Regions from separate parts of the Mus musculus genome. Here region 2 is linked to region 1. The links are chromatin contacts, called in public HiChIP or PLAC-seq maps. All regions are on one chromosome and are shown on one strand. The core of a region is the stretch at or near the end of the contact, and the rest is flanking DNA. Distances in the headings are between cores, read along the strand shown.

Region 1 (6,871 bases), core at 78-2,577:
GGGGAGGGGGAGGGGGGAGGGGGAGGGCAAGGGAAGGGGAGGGGAAGGGAGGGGAGGGGAGGGGAGGGGAAGGGAAGGGAACCTTATTGGTTGTATTAATATGGAGAGGAGTTGTATCAGAACCAGGAAGCAGACAGCTTGAAGTGTCTGAAGAAACTTCTCCAGGGCTAATTGAAGTGTTCTGTCCAAAAATACCTGTTCAGCATCACACATCCCCATCTGCAGCTACCCTGGATGTCACGGCAAATGCTGCCATGTTGTAGTGCTGCTGCCAATGAACATATTGACCTTGCATGTCATTTCAGTATTTGTTTTACTAAGGAACTGTTGCAGGTCTGTTACCAGAGAAGGAAGTAAAGCTTATCAAAGAAAAATATAGTTTGTTAGTTCCACAGAGAAATAATGAAAACAAAGCAAAAACTCAAGTCCAAAGTAAACAGAACCAAAATTCTGTGCATAAAAATGTTAAGAATCTGTCCTAGTTTTGTCTTGACTCCTAAATAATAATTTGGACACATTTAAAAAACAATGATTGCATTCTTTGTAACTCTGTTAATTTCTGTTTATATGATTACTAGTGAAATACCACCAATATCTGCCAAAAGTTTATGATGACTATTTATGTATAAATACTTCTTAAACTAGAAATTTTCAGGATTGTTTTTATTCTCTTCAATTATTATTTTTTTAATGGAGTAAATTCCATTCTTGGTGCAATAAGAAAAAACAAACACCTGTCATATTTGTTTTAAATTCTCTCTTAAAGCAACTCAGTGTTCGGCCTCATGTTTCTCTTCCAACAAGTCTTCTTTCCCCTCCCCTCCCCTCCCCTCCCCTCCCCTCCCCTCCCCTCCCCCTCCCCTCCCCTCCCCTCCTCTATTCTCTGTTTTTCTTTAGAGACACAGTGGGCCTGGTGTGAGTGGTACTTGTTAGGAAAATGCTGGCTATTGTTGTGAAACATCCCCCTCCCCAGCCCTGCTCCTTACAACTCTCAGGTCAGTGGTACTTATTTTGAGATGCCCCCAGTGAGACACTAAGATGCAAATGAATGCAAAAGCAAAAGGTTTATTTTCCATTGCATCAGGGTCAACCCTCAATCAGTCCCTTGAGGAGAGTGAGGAGAAGGTGATCCTGAATGGCTCTTACAAGCAGATTTAATACTTTTTCCGGGGCACAGGTTACATCAGCAAGGTTATACTTCAAACTTACTGGCTAAGCATATTGACATTTAAATCTATTGGCTAGCAAACATGAACTCTACCTGGGACTTCCCCGAAGGTCAGGTGACTGTCAGTCCATTCTGAGAATTTTTTACTCAAGAATGTTCCTGTGGGTGGAGAATGGAACTTGGCCTCACCTTGACTTCAGGCAGGATGGGGAAGCTGTAAGAAGGGTGTGTGACCAGAAAACACCCTTAGGGTCCCTCAACAATTGGTATCTGTGGACAGAAAGAAGACACCATAACATTCAGAAAGACTTAAATAAAAATAATCTGTGGAAGTCTTATCTCCTGAATGTCCTAAGCAAGAAGTATCCAAATAATATCTTAGAGGTCTAAATGTACCTTCTAATTAAAGTGTGGTCTCTGTACTTGCCACTCAACAATACCCATGGGAGGGGAATGTATCAGTGAGTACCTGAAGGGGCTCACTCACATATCTTCACAACTTTCTTTCTGGTGTAGAAAAAAGCAAGCCATTCTCCCTGGATTGTTTTACTTAATGTCCATACCATTGTTATATTCCCAGAGCTACTAAAATTTTATAAATAATGGAAATGGAATGCAAGGTTATTTATACAGGAAAAGAAATCTCCCAAATAAAGTGAAAGACAAAAGATCAATGGTCTGGTTAGAAGTAGTTTGTATCATTTACTTCTTTGTTCATAAACTAATTCAGTTCTTAATATGTATGTGAAGTGGCGAGTTAGACTTTGAAATGCTGAGATCAACAAGACAGGCATCTGTCCCCTTGAGATTACTTTGGGAAAGAGACGAAAGGTGGGGTAGTTGCATTCTAAATAAGGACAGTTATGCTAAGTGACAGCCAGAGCTCAGAGACAGCCTGAGCTGAGACTGTGTAAGTTAAATCCTTAGGCAGTGTGTGGCAGGAGAGGTGGAAGGACAATGTAAACACTGTGTCACACATGCAAGTGTAGATGAGTGCTGTGCAGAGTAGGAAAGTCTAGAGAAGAACAGCACACTGATGGTTTGAATATGCTTGGCCCAGGGAGGGGCACTATTTGGAGGTGTGGCCTTGTTGGAATAGGTGTGTCATTGTGGGTATAGGGCTTTAAGACCCTCATCCTACCTGCCTAGAAGCCAGTCTTCCATTACTAGCCTTCTGATGAAGATTTAGAACTCTCAGCTCTGCCTGCCTGGATGCTGCCATGTCCCTGCCTTGTCTCGATGATAATGGACCTGGAAGCTACCCCCAATTAAATGTTGTCCTTATAAGAGTTGCCTTGGTCTTGGTGTCCACAGCAATAAAACTCTACGACACAGACAAACATTTGTGCAAAGTTTTTGGCAGCATCTAAGCACATAGTGTTTTGGTTTTTGTTCTGAGACAGGGTCTTACTACATAGCTCTGGCTGACCACTGTCTCTGCTTCCTGAGTAAGTGCTAGATTAAAGGCTTGGACCACTCACCTCTCAAAGCAGATCTTACTTGCATTTTATTCTGCTTGTGAAAGACCAGACCAATTCCATCTTGGGTTCTGGCTCCATTTTAGAGAACCTGACCTAAGGTTGAGCAGGAGTTAATCAACAATCCTGTATCTAGCACTAGTTTCCAGGTTACTCTCCAACAAGGTGTAGACCTAGCACTAGTTTCCAAGTCACTCCCTAACAACCACCAACCAGGAGGAAAGCAGAAGTTAAGTTTATGGTTTGGCTTCCAGCACTAGCCAACCATTTTAAAGGGCAATAATAGCCCCCCATTCAGATGTGTGCCAAGCTGAAAACTCCTTGGCTTGCTTGTTTGCCTCTATAAATGCTTGCTTGAAACTGGACTTGGGGCTTCACCCTCCCATCCTGCTGGTCAGGGTCAGCAGTGAGCCCAAGTCCAAGCTTGAATAAAAAAAAGACCCTAGTGGAATTGTGTCAGAATGGGCTTCTTGGTGGTCTTTTGGGCTTTGAGAGCCTGAATGGGCACAACATTTGGAGAATTTAATTTTTTCTTCCAGAGTTACAGAAGTTCCCATGTGGCCCAGACTACATGGGACACAATATTCTCCTCCTCTGTCCAGTTTGGCATGGCCTTGGTAGGGGGAAAATGACATGGTTCTCACCCCTGGAACAGGGCCAACCGGGCTTGAGCCTCCACAGGCTTAGTTGGGCAGAAGACTTGTTTGCATAATAATGCAGATATTTTCACATTCTTCCTTTGAGGAATGTCCTCCCTGCTAATGTTAATGACTCCATGATAATTAGAGAAAGAATGAGTTCTGGAGTTGAGGGTGTGGCTATGTCTTTAGCAAAATGGCAAACATGGGACCTTCTGGATAGCCCTTAAGGCTGTGCAAAAGAACTCTAAAAACATGAGTTTGCAAATATATAATTTCTCAACTCTGTAAAACATATGAATGAAATAGGAATTGTATAAGGGGCCTCACAGATCTAAAGGAATAGAGGCAGCTGAGCTATGAGTCAACTTGTCAGAAAGATATTAAGGAAGGAGATAGAGATTCGGGGAGTTGTGATCACTCACCAAACTAAGTTTTCTGTTAAAATTTACAAGGACAGGCAGATTCCTGAGTTCAGGATTGGCCTGAGATAGATTAAGATTAGAAATGGTGCAAGAAATGGTAACTTAAGGACAGGGCCCCACCCAGCTAGCTTATCGGCTGTACAGAGGCAGGCAGATCTCTGAACTCTTTTGCAATGGGTAACAAAATGTTCTTGTTGTCTCCTAAGAATCAAGGAGCTAGGGTCATGGGATGCTCATTCATGGGATAATCAAGAGGGTGCCTAAGATAAAGATTTGTTAAGTAACATAAAAGAGTGGGCTTTTAGTTTGCAAGAGAAGAGCTATCCAGAGAGTCTTTAGAATAGCAAGAGAAAGCTGTATGTAGCAGAGCAGAACACAGAAAATCTGTCTGGAGTAGAAGAGAGAGAGAGAGAGAGAGAGAGAGAGAGAGAGAGAGAGAGAGAGAGAGAGAGAGAGAGAGAGAAGAGAGAGAGCAATTAATTTGGAAGACCATCTTGAGCAGAAGATAGGCTGTCAGCTTGGACTCATGAATTGACTTCCAGTCATTTGGTTTGTTTCACTGCTCTCAAACACCCTTTCTCTCAGAACCCTTCCCCAAGCCTAGGCTAGTCCTTGGCACTGCTGTAAAGGCCAAGCAGGTATGGGATCCCTCCATTGTAACTCCTCTCTTTCTTTTTTCCTATTGCTCAGGCAATGATGCTCCATTTTCGATGTTTTTCCTACCCTGCAGCTAGTTTACAATAGTTTTCCAGTCCCTAGAATAGTAATAGGAAACTAACACACGGCAAAGCTAACACATCACCCACTGGGGTATATTAAAGAGATAGTCATAAATTTTAATTTAAAACGTTTATTTTGGTAAAATAATTTTTTTCCCCAACCATCCTAATGTATACCAGTGGCACATGTCCTCTTGGAAGAGGATGGCAGTGGAAAGCCATTTTAGTTCCTCCAGGGACATGCCTGGGGAGGAAGCTGGTGTACTTCTGTAGTACAAGAGTTGCAGCTGTACCAGTAAAACCTGTTTTCCCAGAGGACACCAGTCAGCTTAGATTGTGCTTTTGTTTTCCTGTAAATGGCTCCTGGTTTCAGGTCCCCAAGTCTGGAAGCAGCAGGCAGGTAATGTTGGCTGAATTTTTCTCCCATGAAGCTTTTGGTTGTTTATTGTTGCAATAAAGAGAGGATGCGGTGCTATAGGTTAAGACAAGGCACACTTCCTTTTGTAGCTCTGCCAGGTCTCTGCATGGTACGCAGAATGAAGCCTTTAGCCAAGTATTCAGGTAAGGTAGTTCAAGCAAAAAAAGCTGACAGAGAGGGTATGCCTTGTTGTACTCTTGAGGCTTCAACTGCTGTGTTCTGGATTTGCTGGCCAGAGTTTCTCTTAGCTCTGTCTTGGGCTGGGAAAGCAGACTCTGACCAACAATGTGGGTTGTGCTTATCTGTGAGCAGCATAAGGGACTCAGAGATAGCCTGGCAGGTAAAGGTACTTGATGTTAAGCCAGATGAACTGACGGCCATCTCCAGAGCTCATTGGTAGACGTAGAGTACAGACTTCTATGTAGGCATAAGTAACAGAAGTTATACTTGAATATCCACAGCTTCTGAAGCTCCTTCAATATTTTAAAACTTAATATATATTAGTAGTCTTTATGTAATGGTACAGACTTAGAAGCCAGCACTTGGTAGGTAGAAATACTACCTATCTTGAGTTTAAGACCAGCTTGGGTTACATAGTGAGATACTATCTCAACAAAACAAAACTAAGCCCCACATGCTGGCCCTAACTTTTGATCCCAGCACTTGGAAAGCAAAGGTGAGCAGGTCTCTGTGCGTTTGAGGGCAGCCTGGTCTACAAAGGGAGGTCTTGAATAAAATTAAACAAATAAACATATTGATACCCAAATGAATCCAAACACCCCTAAAACATTACCCACGTCCTTTATTTAATTGGTAATTCATAGTAGTCAGTGCAGGGCAAGTGTGGTATTGCACAACTTTACTCTCAGCACTTGGGAGGCAGAGGCAGATGAATCAGTTCGTTTGAGGCCAGCCTGGTCTAAGGAGTGAGTTCCAGGACAGTTGGCTACAGAGAACCCCTTTCTCAAAAAACTAAAATCAAAACCAAACCACCACTATTACAACAAAAGCAATAACAAACAAGTCGGTCCACTACTTGATGAATTCTTCTTTGCATTTTTGTCTGGTATGGAATCACAGCCCAAGATCAGACAGCTGCTAAGGGCAGAACAGAAGCCATTCAGCATTCATGAATCAATCAACTCCAGGGCAGGAGGGATGGCTGGGAGGGTACAGGCCTCTGAGCCACCAAGCCAGAAAATTTGAGTTCAATCCTGAAGACCTAGATGGTGGGAGGTAAGAACCCGCCCCCCCTCCAAACTGCTGTCGGACATCCTTTTGTGTACAATGATATGTCCATGACGGTGTGAGCACACATACAAAATGAATAAATTAAGTGCATAAAAAAATTAGAAACATATCAACTCTGTATGTTAAGTTGTATGACACCAGTGGATCCTTTAATATTTATATTCTTATAGGCAAATGGAATTTTAAGAATTTACTATAAATATAGTAAATATAAATTGTAAATGAATTTCTCAGGGAGGTTTTTTTTTTTCCAACATATGTTCCATACAACCCCCAAGTATGTGAAATTTAAACACGGAGGCAACGGAGGTGGGAGCAAATCCACAAAAATCACCAAACTGTTACATAACACATTTGGCTTTTCAGTCTATTCTACAATTTTCTTAAGTGAACCTATCATCCAGGCCAGGCTTTTAGAAAACTACATGGCAGGTGGTAAAACAAGGTTAAAACAACCAGAAAAACACAAAACAAACCAAGAGTTCTAGCTACCTATCCATTAGCATACTCCTTGTAACTATAGAACTCAGAATGTACATTGTCTGTGATGGATGTCAGTTCCAACAGTGACCGTTTCACTGTTTGAAAGACAGCAGGAGGCTGGGAAAGTGCCTTTCCTATTCAGACTCACTGGTTTGAGATTACTACTGTTCTTGCCCAACAGGAGTAAGTTGGGCCACAATTTCAACAGGTAGAAGTATTCTAAGAAAGTTTGTTGGTGAATGCATCTCGAAACACCATGTTTCTCCTGCCGCTTCATTGTCTGATGACTTA
Region 2 (7,630 bases), core at 4,076-6,575, 60 kb before region 1:
CAAAAAGACTATGAAGTCTTTCATGCATCAGAAACAGATACATGCAAGAAACAGTCTGTGCCATTAAAAAAAAAAATTATTCAATGGCTATGCAGGCTCATTTGGGCTTCAGTTGAAATTAAAAAGTAGTCTGATTGATGCATTATTCAATAGCTTGTAATCAAAAACCATTTTAAGATATATGGTGACTTGATATGCTTTGTATAATTCTTCAGTAACTATGACAAACGGCATAGATTATGATGAAAAACCAAATCATGTTCAAAAGCAATTACAACCTTTTTAGGCAGAGAAACACCATTTGATAAAGGGACACAGACCAGACACACATGATCAGCAGGGAAAGTCTGAGGGGGATGCACACAGGGAGATGTTTACATTCGCAGAATAGGAAATGAATCTGTTTGGACAAAGGCTGATTCTAGTAAACAACTCAGAAAATAGGAATCTTTTCCCTCTTCTGAAAATTGAGTAAATGATCTCATATAAGTATGCACACACATACACACACATAAAAATACAAACACACACACATAAACATACACACATACACACACATAAACACACATACACACACATAAACACACAAGCACACAAACACACACACACATACACACACATAAAGATACAAACACACACACACATAAACATACACACATACACACACATAAACACACATACACACATAGGAACACATAAACACACATACACACATATACAGAGAGGCACACTGCATTTTTAACTGTAAACAGTTTTGCTATTTCCTGCTTTCAACCTTCAGCAATTCCCTGTCCTCCCCTCAATGAAGAACAAGTCTAGGAAATGGAAACAGTGCCGACTCACACTCAGCATGACCTACTCTGTCAAAACACACAGAAACACACTCGGGCAGAAACAGTAAAAGGCAGTTGACAAACATTAGTGGGAGCCAACACACTTTCTCTACATGGAACTATAGCATGTAAACCCTATTTGAGGATCCAAGAAATACATACTAATACATCAATGTTGAACAAAGGGGTTGTCTTAGATTTGGGTAGCGGACTGGTCATACGTCTAGTATTTAAGAACATATATAAAGCAGCTCCTAGAGATATTTGATGAAAACCAAAAGCTTCTGATTTTTGAATATGCATGTGGGGCTTAGTTGTTACCAGCAAGGCGTGGGAGGGGTGTGGAAGAGGGACAGAGGAGCAGAGGGATTGATTTATTGATTTATTTTTGAGATTCACATTCATGAACACAAAGAGAAGAGCTGTCAGCAACACACATGCCAATGACCAAACAGCAGCGAAACCTGCCTCTTCCCGTCTGGGCGGTCCAGACACAAAATGACATCTCACGAGCAAGGAAATTCAGATATAAGGGAACCAGTGAGAGAGAAAAACAGACCTGGAGTACAGTTTGCAATTGTAATGTAGTTAGACACTGAAGGGTACCAGTCAATCAAAACTAGAAAAAGAAATGGCAAGCCTTAACACAGACTGGCTCCGAGTCTCCTCCCAGTAGACAATAATAATAAGAGAAAATTAAGTTTGAACTAGAGACAAGAAGACAAACACAAGGCAAGTGGTTCTGTTCAGATGAGTTGTAAGTTCCTAAGGGATGAGAAGGGTGATATGCCAGGACCTCTTCCAAAGCAGCTTTCTCAGGCTTACTTCATACAGACACAATAGTCCCTCTCTAGGTCATTGATAAGACTGCATCCAAAGGCACATGTAATTCTCTGCACTGAGAAAATGCTGAACCAGGAAATTTCTTTAAAATAACAAGATTCACAAGTATTTTTCCTGTAGTTAGGATACTAGAGGTATTAACAGTGACTCTTACATAAGTATAATTTTTGAAAGATGTGCATAGCTAAGCTAAAAATTGATCAAAGATGATTTCTATCATAAACTCATGGTCAGAATCAATTGTGGTGAAAATGGATGACTAGTGGAAGAACTCTCTCTCTCTCTCTCTCTCTCTCTCTCTCTCTCTCACACACACACACACACACACACACTCCTTGCTGAACAGCCTATACTTGCTGAGAAGAGAGTTCTAAGAGTTTAAAAGCCATAAAAGCTGAAACTCTGGCACTGGGCTACCATAATTTATGATGATTACACCCCAGGTTGCTGCACCATGCTCTACAGTTGACAGTGCACATAAATGACTTCACTTGATCTTCATAAAAACTATGTGGAAAGGTCAGGACAGGTATTATTATCCCCATTTTATAGATGAGAAAGCTGAGTTTCCAAGTGAGACTGGTTTTGTCGGGTTTGGGTTCTACAATAAGCTTGCTTCCACAGTGATACCAACATTAACAGCTACACAGCCTAGTAAATAGACTGGAGTAGCAGACTGGTTTCCCACACTTCAGTTTTCCTGGATAGAATACAGATAAAAGTGTCATTTTCAGAGACTCAAGTAAAAGGTAAAATGTATAGATAAAGTCGTGGCCTTAAAGATGTTTACTGTGGAGCACTTTTACACTTGAACTGCAGACAGAAAGGAGAAGGTTGCACTCTGAAAGTGTTAAATGTGTGACTGAGACACACACAGAGATCCAATGTATATATGACATACACACATTCCCAACTACACTATCCTCCCAAATGTGTAGTTATGTTTCCTACATTAACAGCCACAGAGTACTCCTGGAAAGTGGTGAACCACCCTTGGTGATCATGTTATAAAATGCATATATAGTAGGATGAAGTACTTTAGAATTTAGAAAATATGTCTCTTCAGCTCTTTAAAGCATGTTCATTTAAATGCCTCCAAAAGTTCCTCATTTAAAATAGAATAGTGGGAAGGGGGGAAGCAAGGAACAAAACAAAGCACTTCCAATTTCTTGTCCCTAGTCAATGCTTTTTTTTTTTTTTAACAAATATGCCATAGAGTTTAATGGCATTACAATACCAAATGATTTATGACAGCCAGAAGAAAAGAGATGTCTACAAAAACCAACTTTCAATCTCTGGAGAAAAACAGATAGGTGCGCAATCTGACTTTAAACTCAAGAGATAAAAGGCCTTCATTTGTGGGCAAACATAAGGATGAGAGCCAGATCTGTGGAGCCTGCATTCATTATAAACTCCCAGAAACAAATCTGCACAGTGTGATGAGGCACTCTCGGTACACAGTGATTAAATGATAAATAACATTTTTAAAGAGAAAAAATTCTCACATGTTGAAAATCTATCCATCAGCTGCTAAGACATCACTAGTCTCCAGTTCTAAATACATGTGTTTAATCATGTAACTGGTAAAGTTCAATTAACAAATAACATGCCTCCTCAAGCAAGGCTCTCCGTGAAGCGACAAGCACCGTGTAGAAATCAATACTCCCTCCAACTTGCTGCATATAATGAGTTACATCAAGCATGGTTCCAATACTAACAGCATTGTATGGCAGAGACACTCGGTAACGCGGAAACCAGAAAATTAAATTAAGTCGTCGGAATTCATTGCATAGAGCTGGTGCCTTCTGCACACCACCCCACACACGGTCTTTCCTTTGCCTGCTACCATTTCATAGTCTCTGCCTACGAGGAGGATACACTCAAGCTCCAGACTCCGAGGTCTAACTCCTAAAGGGGAGGGGGAAAGAAAAGCTAAGGGACGATTTGCTCCGGAAAACATCATGGTGAGTGTATTTCCAGGAAATCGAGCAGTCTCAACAATGAAACTATCAAGTACAAAGTAAGTTCTGTCTTCCCATCCTGCTGGTTCAGCCAGGAGCGCGGCTGTCGCGTTTCCCGTCACCCTCTGGCCACTCTGTGTTTCCACAAACACTGGGAACCAAGGCAGCAGCGGATGCGCCCTCCAACCTTGCTGGGCTGGGTGGGTTAACCAGAAAAGTTGTAAAGCCTTGTGGGAGGCAGAGGCTTAAACCTGGGAGCCCGCTCCCCAGCGTCCACCTGGTGAAACTTCAGAGCCGGCAGATACATAGAAGCCAGCGACCTACAGGCAGGATATCAAAACTGGACGGGAACAGAGACCACCAGTCTGAAAGACCCGGAATCCTGGGACTTATCTGAGCGGTTTTACTTAGAACTCAAAGGGATAGCCTGGAATATCGCATCACGTCTCACTCCTGGGTTGTCCAGGAGAACAGCGAACGTTCCCAGCCCAGGTCACCCAGGCGGACTCAGGGTGGTGTGGAGCCAGATTTGAGCTTTGTGGTGGCTTCGCCCCATAAATAGGGTAAGCCTTCCGGGAATGGGAGCCCAGAACTCGCTGCCCAGGACAGCTCTGAATCTACCCTTAGAGCTACATTTACAAACGTCGTACGGACTCTGCCAATGTATACATACAACGTGCTCCACGCTGTGTGCTCTGTAATCTATCCAGGAGCAACTCTGAACCCTCAGCAGAGGAGGAAGGAGCCTCCAGGAGGCACCGGGAAGTAGCTGGACAATAGTCAGAGGCGGTTATACCCGGGACAAAAAGCACCTGGCAGAACACACCGAGATCGGTCCCTATGTGTCTCCACAATTCTCACAAAGACTTCCCGGGGAAATTTTGAACAGTCTGGCGACAGAGAGCCACTAGCCAGCTCAGCGAGCCATAAAATCGTGGTCCCGGGAGCCCTAAGTACTTTTTCTTCCTCACTTCCCTAACTAATGCTGTGGACTGCTCCCGACTCCCAGGCAAAAAGAACACCCAGGAAAAGCAAGGTCGCCACACACTCCATCCAGCACACCCTGGGCTGTCTGCGCGCCGGACTAGCCTCAGAAACAATGGGTCGAGAACGTAAAAGTTACCTGCGCACGGGGGCGCACAGCTCTTGGCCCTGCGTCCCGCCTGACACAAACTCCCAGGACAGACCTAGCTCCAACCTGCACCACCACCACCCCCGCCACCTTAAGCGGACGCCCCCTGGATCCCCGAACCCAGCACCAGCAATCAGTCAGTCCTTCCTGCCTGAGTCCAAGACTGTGGACAGACACAGACCACCCCCAACCTCTCACCTGCTGAGAACTGGCCAAGGGCCGACCCCAGGAGAGGCCACGGGTACAGAAGCCAGAGAGCTACAAAAGCAGGCAACGCAGCGGCCGCCACATCCATGGCGAGTTTGGGAGAAGTTTCAAGCAGCTTTGCAAAGAGCCTCCGGGGGAATCGCGGTGAAATCCGCCAGCCAGCAGCCCGCCCGGCCTCGTCGGGGGGCTCGCGGAGACGCCGCGGCCACCCGCCAGCACTTTCGTCCTTGCGCAACGTCGGCCAACTACCTCGCGGGCGAAAGCGTCTCCAGCGTCGCCCGCCAGCCGCGGCCGCCGCTCTCCATGCTAGGCAGAGGCTGCTCAGGGTAGTCCAGAGTTAGTTTGCTCTGGGAGGGACGGGGGCGGAGCCTGGGGTGACGTCGCCCCGCGGGCTCCGGCAGCTTCGGAGGAATGCGGGCTCCGGTGCGCGCCGCCGCCACTGCCGCCTCCTGCTAGGGAGACGCGCGCCAGCCGGGCCGCGCGCCCCGCGCCCTGCGCCCCGCGCCGCCTTTGTTCGCCACCTGGGCTCGGTGGCCGCGCGGCTCTCTGGCGGCGAGCGGGAAAGGGGGACCTGGCGCAGCTCCCTGCCGGATCCCTGAGATTCAACTCTGAGAGGCAGAACTGTGGGCGGACGACGGAGGAGGCGCCCGAGGAGAGGTGTCCTGGGGTTCTGTCCCCAAGGTGGCGGTCCCACCAGAGCGGCTGGTGGTAGGAAGAAAAGGGAGCGTAGATGTGACCTTTAAAACGCCGACCTGCACTGAAATTTCACTCTTCCTTATTGATAGGATAAGGAATAAGGCTCCCTACCCCATTGAAAACTTACTCTCGTTTGTTCACGAAATAAATAAAACTTGGACCAAAATAAAATGTTGGGTAAGTTTCCAGTGTGAACAGCTGGCGTGCCTCGTTTCTGGTTTATTTGTCATTGGGAAGCTCCCAGCCGCTCAGCCTTCGCATAGCCTGGTGGAGTAGAGCAAGACTTGGTTTTGTTTTGATTTTTACTGTCTTGTAGCTATATAAGAAATAAGTATTTAATAAAAGGAGTTTATCCCAACAATGAGCACAGCATGGTTGCTCCGAAGGAACCCAATGCTGTGTGCTGTGTTACAGGCAGGAAGTCAGTTTTGCTACCTTAGCAGCTTGGTGTGATTTCTCCAAATGCCACCTTCACTTGCTTCTGTAGCAACGCTGTATAGTTGCTTACTTTTACTCATGTCTGCAAATTATGACACATGTAAGTATGACCAAAACTGAATAAGCCTAACTTTTTTTTTGAATTTTGATGCTATATATGCAACTGCTAATAATAGCCTTGATTGGCACCTGTCAGTCACTCAAAATGTCTTTAGCCTTTTAAAATCAAAATGAAGTGAAATTCAATTTAATACAGCATTCTCATCATTAACCGAGCCACATATTTCTGTAATTAATACATGCTGTTATGACTAGGTTTGGAATAGATGCAAGTGACTGTATACTACACACACACACATCTATGCACATATATTATACATATTGATGAAGAAGGGAGAAAATGGGTTTCTTTTTTATTTGCTGAGGATAGAAAGTCCGTTACGCTACAGCCTTGATGACTGCTCATTAGTACCTGTAACAAGCCCAACACTTGTCAATTCAGTTCAGCATAGTTCAGTCATCTCCCTCTGGGTACAATGTCAATGTTCCTTAGCTCATTAACCTATAACTTTAAGCACACTCTACCAAGGGTCCTTATTTCGTACACTAAAGAGCTTTATTAGATCACAGGTAACCAAAAACCTATTATTTTCTTTTCTGAAGACTTAGCAAAACTTTCTAAAATTAGCAGTAATTTGCCAGAGTAAAGGCAAAGGAAACTTGTCTGTCCATATATGAATTTGTCTGTCTATTCTTGCATGAAAAATGTTCATCACTTGGCAATTTGTTTGAGTAAGCATGCAAACGAAGCCCTTCCGAGACCTACAGATAGTGGATAGAACCTCACTTCTTGTCATAGTCATTCCCGGAGTCAAGGGATAAAGAATTTGGTTCATTTTCTCTATGGTAGAGAAATAACAGTACGAAAATGCTGTGAGGGTGCCTAAAGTGTACCAGGCATCTTAAATGGACACTACCACAGTTAGGAATCAAGTTCAGGTAAGAGTCTTGTGGTACACATACAAGGAAACAAGACTAGGGAGAAAGTAATTTACCCAAACAAGGGAGGGGAAAGGAAGACAGAGAAGGAAATCCTTAAAAGGAATTAATAGAGATGCCATCTCAATAAAACCAGAAAAAATGCAGTAACATTTTGGGCAAGCAACTTGGAGCTTTATCCTTAGGGCTCATAACAAACATGGACTAGGGGGCTTAGAATCACTTTAGTAGTAAGTTGGTCTTGAACCTGCCACTCTCCTACCTCAGCATTTTTTTATTTTAAGAAAACAATGAAATGTTCATATTCTTTTATCTAGTTGCTGTCCAAACACTAACACCAAATATATATTTTAAAAAATGTTTTAGGAACTAAGATATTTACAAAAAAAATGTGAAAATAATTAAATGTCTACTTACAAGCCAACTCCATTTATAAAGCGTGTTACTTAGTAGATGTCTTTCATAATATACAAAATGGAATTTTATGGAGAAAGGAAACTGCAGAGGGAAGAGAGTTTATG

What was found. HiChIP or PLAC-seq counts read pairs in DNA pulled down with a chosen protein or histone mark.
Region 2: an H3K27ac HiChIP or PLAC-seq map of embryonic stem cells shows a contact between it and region 1, with 15 read pairs. The contact joins the promoter of Ptprk here to the enhancer-like site in region 1. A contact is called at or near these places in 2 of 39 promoter capture datasets (3T3-L1-derived adipocytes and embryonic stem cells), 4 of 484 Hi-C or Micro-C datasets (cortical neurons and embryonic stem cells), 3 of 115 datasets of contacts at active chromatin or transcription factors (all in embryonic stem cells) and 1 of 9 other capture datasets (pancreatic islet).

Annotation. Positions count from the first base shown.
Region 1 is chr10:28,008,812-28,015,682 of GRCm38.p6, reverse strand. No RefSeq gene overlaps it. Among named protein-coding and RNA genes, the nearest start is that of Ptprk, 63 kb to the left of the region's middle. Within about 2 kb of position 1,327, at least 11 of the 459 cell types and tissues checked have an H3K27ac peak or open chromatin away from gene starts, as enhancers often do. A contact at or near this core is called in embryonic stem cells, where this site is marked.
Region 2 is chr10:28,072,515-28,080,144 of GRCm38.p6, reverse strand. Ptprk (protein tyrosine phosphatase, receptor type, K) reads right to left here and starts at 5,325. Exons shown (of 32, transcript NM_008983.2): 1 at 4,968-5,325. The coding sequence starts at 5,064.